Linked DNA regions of Sus scrofa: region 1 is linked to region 2. The links are chromatin contacts, called in public HiChIP or PLAC-seq maps. All regions are on one chromosome and are shown on one strand. The core of a region is the stretch at or near the end of the contact, and the rest is flanking DNA. Distances in the headings are between cores, read along the strand shown.

Region 1 (3,382 bases), core at 796-3,295, 55 kb before region 2:
CTTTCTGCAGAATCAATTCTTCAGGTGGAAACACAAGGCCAATGAATTTTTTTCTTTTGTCTTTTTTTAGGGCTGCACCCATGGTGCATGGAAATTCCCAGGCTAGGGGTCGAATCGGACCTGAAGCTGCTGGCCTACACCATAGACACAGCAACATGGGATCCGAGCCAAGTCTTCAACCTACACCACAGCTCATGGCCATGCCAGATCCTTAACCCACCGAGCAAGGCCAGGGATGGAACCCATGTCCTCATGGATGCTAGTCCGGTTCGTTAACCGCTGAGCCACAATGGGAACTTCCCAATGAATATGTTTTTAAAAGTCTTGACATGTACCACCATGTTAGTTTCCAGAAAGACACAACAAATCCATTGCTTTTCCCCAGCCGCGTGACATGTGAAGTTCTGAAAGGGCTGGAGTTAGAATGCAGGATGGTGGTCCCGTCTCTCCTCCTCTCCCTCAGTCTTGAAGATTAACTGTCCAGCAAAAGAGAGGACAGAATTCTAGGTCAGAAGAAAAAGGTCTGCAGACTAGCTCTTCCTCTCTGGCTTTGGGAACCTGAAACAAGCATTAGTTCTCCTCAACTGTAAAATGGTTCTGATGAGCTCTGAGAACTGCCCAGAGCAATTTCTTTGCTCACTTGAAAAGGTGTTTGTGAACGTTCTTTGTAAATTTCAGGGCTTCGGCAAAGGGCATTACTGTATCCTTTCCATACCCAGGGCTCAGGAAGTAGACTGTTCTCCGTGAAAGCCTGAGGACTTCCCTTCCCCATCCTTAGCCATCAGAAGGCCCAGCCAGAGCTGGCCGGTTTTGAGGGTGGTTGAAAAGGAGCTTCCTGAAGGGAATCAGTGGGCTCTGAGGGCCTGGGAGGGTCCAGGTGTGTTTTCCAAAGATCAGAGACAACACTGGAAGAAGTAAAGCTGAGAACCCGGCCTAGGGTGCTGGGTGAGTTGGGGGACTTGGCAAAGACCTTGCTGGTTAATGTCCCTCTGTCTCAAGGCTCCCAGCCCCTTCTTTCTAGAGTTCCAACCAAACATCTGGCCTTCAGGAAAACAGAAACCAAGCTAATTCAATGGACGCAAAAAGTCAATAGCTACAGAGGACTTCAGAGGCCATTGCCTCTGGCTCCTTCTTCCAGGCTGTTATAAATCAGTCCTGGGTTTGTAAGACTCTCCAATCAGAAACGCAACTAGTGCTTCCAGCATCAGTTCTCCAGCCATGGGCAGATGAAAAAGAAAACCATGGTGCCGGAAGCACAGCTAGCCGGCCTGAGCATCCTGCCACACTCCCCTATCCACCCGCCAAACGCCCTTTCTCACCCCTGTACGCTCACCTAGCATCACGGCCTGAGGGACTCCAGTGACGTTACCAGCGCTGGCTGGCAGAGATGCGTAGACCCCATTGAACGCCATCCTCCCTGATTTTCATCACCATCACCGGCAGTCCCCCACTTCCAGCCCACCTCCTCGGCCAGAGATGCGTCTCTAGTCTCCAAATACGCACAACAGGTGGCACCTGCCTGGCCTCCCCAATCACACCTCTCCACCTCTCCCTGCCCCTCCACTTGCGCCCCAGTCTTCCACCTGCGCCCGGCCCTGATGGAGCCTTACCTTTGAGGTTTGGGGGGTGGCCCCGCGGAGCCCGGCTCGCGTTTCCTCGGGGCAAAGAGGGGATACTGGAGAAGTTGTTACCCATGGCATCCGTCCCCAGGGGGTTCGGCAAGCGCTGGGGGCAGGCGAGGCTGGGCAGGAGCAGAGGTACGGTGTGCAAGTGTGTGTGCGCGCGCGGGCGCGCGCCGCCGGGGGAGGGCCCTGGTGGGGTTGCGGCTCGGGGCGGGCGGGCAGCTCCTCTCCTCCCTCTCTCTGGGCTCCGCCGTCCTCGGCGGTTCCTGCCCGCCGCGGGGGTCCTCGCGTGAGCCGGCTACCTGCCTGCCATTTTCCGCGGCGGACGCGCCCCTGGGCGGGGGCTGGCGGCGCCCGGGGCTCTCCTCTTCCTCAGGCTGGCGCGTGGGTCCTGGTTGGTGACGGTCGGCGCAGTGGTTCCGGCGCGCTCCCCCGGGGCCATAGAGTCAGGGCTCCCGGCGCTGGCGCTCAGCTGCTCGGCCTGCCCGGTGGCTCGGCGGCTCGGCGGCCGGCTCCGTCCCCGCCTGCGGGGACGGCCGCGGCGGCGACGTGCGTGGCGCCTTCCCTCCCGCGGCTGGGCATGGAGCGGGGCTCCGAGGAGCGCAGGGCGGGCTGGGTGCTCCTGCGGTGGTGGGTCTCCCCCGGCCGCTGCGCTCCCGCCCTCTCCGGGTCCCTCGCACGACCGCCACTCCCGCCCCCAGCCTTGGCCAGGATTCCCTCGCTCCGGTTGTTATGGTGACAGCTGCGCCGGTGAATGAGCGTCTTAGTGACACGTGCGCGCCCGCTCAGCCAGATGTGGCCCCGGGCGCGCCGCGTTCCCAGCTGCCACTAGTTCTCCGAGGCACGCGGGTGGGATGGAGGGGGCCCGGCCCAGGTGGGGGTCAAATATCAGAGACGCGGGCTGTAGGAGTTGGGTTTATTCCTCTCACGCACAGAGGAACTGGTCCTGAAAACAAAAGAAACGGTTCCACAAGAACGGCGACCTCCCTGGGTGCCAGGCTCGGGGCGAGGGAGCTCTGTTAAAATTTCCGTAGCTCCAGACTCAGCACTCAGCACATAGTAAAAGCTCCAGGAGGAAAAAAACAAACAAACAAAAAAGTTTAATAGTGAATGGATGAAGAAATAAATGAGATCAGGAACACCAGCACTTGAGCCTTTGCTCTCAGTCAGTTCAAGGGGCACTGGGGTAAGGGCTCAGAACAAGAATTCCAGGCTCGGAGGTCCCATGGTGGCACAGGGGAAGCGAATCCCACTAGTAACCATGAGGTTGCGGGTTCGATCCCTGGCCTCACTTAGTGGGTTAAGGATCCGGCATTGCAGAGAGCTGTGGTGTACGTCGCAGACGCTGCTGGCTGCTCGGATCCTGCGGTTGCTGTGCCTGTGGCTTGGGCCGGCAGCTGTAGCTCCAATTCAATCCCCAGCCTGGGAACCTCCATATATGGCACGAGGCCCTAAAAAGCCCAAAAAAAAAGAATCCCAGGCTCTCCAGTTACTGAACACATAGCATGGGGGGGGGGGGGCAGGGGGCTGTGGATTAACACGGATTGGACCTACGAGCCAGGCTGGGGAAACATCTCAAGGACAAACCATCAACAACTCTGAACTGGGTAGTTCTGTCAGCTGTAAGAGGCTGGGCCCTCTGTGCCCTACAGCAGTCAAAGAAGGCTTCCTGGAAGAAGGGGCCTTCAGCAAGTCACCCGTTCACATGACAGCACATCTATCTGTAACTCGGCACTGCTACTAGGACCTGCAGGAAGGGA
Region 2 (3,273 bases), core at 387-2,886:
CTCCCTCCATCCCGCCCCACATCACAGGGTCAAGTTCAAGTCCCTTGTCCACCAGGACACTCATTCCAGCTTTTATGTCTTCATGGGCCAGAGGCCTTGAGGACACATCCTCCAAACAGTCCTGGGTCCCTCCACACATTAGCAGGACCTGGAATCCCAAACGGGAAGCCAGTAGACATCCCATATCCCCTAATGCCAGAGGGCTATTCCCAGGCCCTGTTTTAATGGAAGTTTGCGGTGGTGAAAAGAACGTTAAGTGTCTGAGGCAGACAGACTCGAGACTGCATCTCAGCTCTGCCACTCCCATGTGAGCCTGGCAAGCGCTCACCCTGAGGCCTCCACTTCCTGTCACTGGAGGTTAGAGCCGGAGCACAAGGATGGGCAGTGAGGGGTGTGAAGCACCTGACAGGTAGTAGGTGTGAACAGTGGCTTCTCTCATTCCACCCAGGCCCCGGGGCTCCCCAAGTCTCCTTCCTTTCTCGCCATCCTGGCTACACAATACCCTCCAGTTGCTGTTTTCAGAGGCAAACACTGATCAGTCATGTACTGTCCCACAGGAAGCACGAGGCCAGCCGCCGCAGAGGATAAAATGCCAAGCCCGTGCTCTGCCTTCAGGTGCCCAGCAGCCCACACGCTTTCCTAGTCCCACCAGGAACCGTCGGTCTCGGTCCCTTCCTGCCTCCACTCTTACTGTCGGTCCTCCAGCTGACCTGTCACCATGGCAGCCCTGATTGCAGAAAACTTCCGCTTCCTATCGCTCTTCTTCAAGAGCAAAGATGTGATGATCTTCAATGGGCTGGTGGCCCTGGGCACGGTGGGCAGCCAGGAGCTATTCACTGTGGTGGCTTTCCACTGCCCTTGCTCACCAGCCCGGAACTACCTGTACGGGCTGACAGCCATCGGGGTGCCCGCCCTGGCGCTCTTCCTCATCGGCGTCATCCTCAACAACCACACCTGGAACCTGGTGGCCGAGTGCCAGTACCGGAGGACTAAGAACTGCTCGGCTGCCCCCAACTTCCTCCTCCTAAGCTCCATTGTAGGCCGTGCAGCTGTGGCCCCTGTCACCTGGTCTGTCATCTCCCTGCTGCGTGGTGAGGCCTATGTCTGTGCTCTCAGCGAGTTTGTGGATCCCTCCTCGCTCACAGCTGGAAAAGAGAGCTTCCCACTGGCCCACGCCACAGAAATCCTGGCCAGGTTCCCATGTGGGGAGGGCCCTGCCAACCTGTCAGGCTTCCGGGAGGAGGTCAGCCGCAGGCTCAAGTACGAGTCCCAGGTAAGGCTGTATCAAGGGAAGCCCCTTCTCTTTCTCCCCAACGTGGTGGCTGGTGGGGAAGTGCCCGGATTGTCCTCAGGGGCTGAGCTCTCCAGGAAAACACTGGACTGTCAGCATCAGGCATCAGATCAGTAACTGTGGGTTTGCTCTTGGTGGGGCAAGAGTCAATTCCATCCCAAATAGGAAAGTTTTAAACATTAAAGGAACGCTCTTCTTGCTTAGACTGAGTCTTGATCCCAGTCACAGATTAAGGCCTTTGCTCCAGCCAGACTGAGATGAACCCCGGCCATCCAATGAGTTGATAGTGTCGTGTGGCTGGCTCACGGGACCAGCAATGTTCCCGGCCTAGGAAAGGCCCCTGCCCAGTACTGAGTCAGCCTCAGGCATCGTTGACATCAGGGGAGTCCTTGGAGACAGGAAGGGCTGTCCAGTCAGGAAGCAGCAGCTCCCGCCTTGATCCTACGCTGGCTCAGTTCTGAAGGAGTTGGTCAGGGAGAGAGAGCAAGGGCAGAAACAGAAAAACGGCTGAAGTATTAACTCAAGAGAAGCAGGGTGAGAGAGAGCGCGTGCATGTGTGAGCGGAAAAAGCACACAATTTTCTAAGCATCACCTCTGGGATCCATAAAAACACAAGTGGAGAAGGAGGGCCAGAGATGACACCAAAGGGGGTGGAAGATGATAGAAATAAAATTTATTTGATGATGATCCAATGTCCACAGATCTCTGTACAGGCTTAACTGGGAAAACAAAGATGACCTTGACTGTCTAGCTTTCAAAAGGCTCACAGCCAAGCAAGACAAGCACATGGGTAAGATTTTAAAATGAGGCAGAGTGACAATATAAATTGAGGAACCAGGCCACAGGGGACTCAAGGAAAGCAAGTCTGCAAGGGGCTTCTGAAGCCTTCCTGGAGGTGGCATCAGGGCTGAACCTGGCAGTCTGAGCTGGTGGGCTGAGATGATGTGGAGGGGACCCTTGGGGCTGAATCTAAGACCAGAAAAGGTATGAGTTCAAGCAAGTGAGGACAAAAAGGAGGAATCCCAGTCAGAAGAGCCTGCTGCCGGTGGAAAAGTGGGACCTGGGGCCAGGGAAGGACAGAGCCAGCCCTCAGGGGGTTCTGAGGCCAGGTTCAGCTCGGCCCACTGGCTCTGACCAGCTCCTGCTACTTCCTCTCGGGGGGGCGGGACTGCAGGCAGCCCCTTGCCCGCCCTCAACCCTGCCCCTTCTCTGACCAGCTCTTCGGGTGGCTGCTCATCGGCGTGGTGGCCATCCTGGTGTTCCTGACCAAGTGCCTCAAGCATTACTGCTCCCCACTCAGCTACCGCCAGGAGGCCTACTGGGCACAGTACCGCACCAACGAGGACCAGCTCTTCCAGCGCACGGCCGAGGTGCACTCGCGGGTGTTGGCTGCCAACAACGTGCGCCGCTTCTTTGGCTTCGTGGCGCTCAACAAGGATGACGAGGAGCTGGTTGCCAAGTTCCCAGTGGAAGGCACACAGCCGCGGCCGCAGTGGAACGCCATCACTGGCGTCTACTTGTACCGTGAGAACCAGGGCCTCCCACTCTACAGCCGCCTGCACAAGTGGGCCCAGGGTCTGGCGGGCAACGGCACGGCCCCGGACAATATAGAGATGGCCCTGCTCACCTCCTAAGGGTCCTGGTCCCATGCTCTTTGCCGATGACACGGCTTGGCCCCAGACTGAACCTCACTGCCTGCTCACGGCAGGATCAGAGGGGACTTTTTTTTTTAACTATAGCTTTTGGGGGAAACTGGCCAGAAGAAAGGAACACAAAGTCAAAGTGGAGTGCAAATGTGAGAGCAAGCAGACAGCGTGGTTGGCTCTGGCGGGAAGGCTCTCGGACCTGAAGAAGTTTCCTCTCCTGTTGCCTCCAGTCACTCAGTCAATAGCTTTGGAGAAAAGCCCCTTTCCCAGATCTGGTACTTAATCATGATGATGACTGGAGGTCCTTAACGATGTGGAGGACCTTTTATGGGCAGG

The links. HiChIP or PLAC-seq counts read pairs in DNA pulled down with a chosen protein or histone mark.
Region 1: a contact with region 2 is called in an H3K27ac HiChIP or PLAC-seq map of skeletal muscle. The contact joins the promoter of NEURL1 here to the enhancer-like site in region 2. A contact is called at or near these places in 1 of 5 promoter capture datasets (fetal skeletal muscle), 5 of 47 Hi-C or Micro-C datasets (embryonic fibroblasts, epiblast stem cells, fetal heart ventricle and 2 more) and 1 of 2 datasets of contacts at active chromatin or transcription factors (skeletal muscle).

What each region holds. Positions count from the first base shown.
Region 1 is chr14:114,435,550-114,438,931 of Sscrofa11.1, reverse strand. It overlaps NEURL1 (E3 ubiquitin-protein ligase NEURL1), which reads right to left and starts at 2,045. Exons shown (of 6, transcript XM_001926877.5): 1 at 1,611-2,045. The coding sequence starts at 1,695.
Region 2 is chr14:114,380,679-114,383,951 of Sscrofa11.1, reverse strand. PDCD11 (protein RRP5 homolog) reads right to left here. Exons shown (of 38, transcript XR_002338761.1): 38 at 1,950-3,273. LOC100157433 (calcium homeostasis modulator protein 2) reads left to right here. Exons shown (of 3, transcript XM_021073490.1): 3 at 1-723. Among named protein-coding and RNA genes, the nearest start is that of CALHM3, 31 kb to the left of the region's middle. Within about 2 kb of position 1,636, at least 24 of the 83 cell types and tissues checked have an H3K27ac peak or open chromatin away from gene starts, as enhancers often do. A contact at or near this core is called in embryonic fibroblasts, mesenteric adipose tissue, skeletal muscle and 1 more, where this site is marked.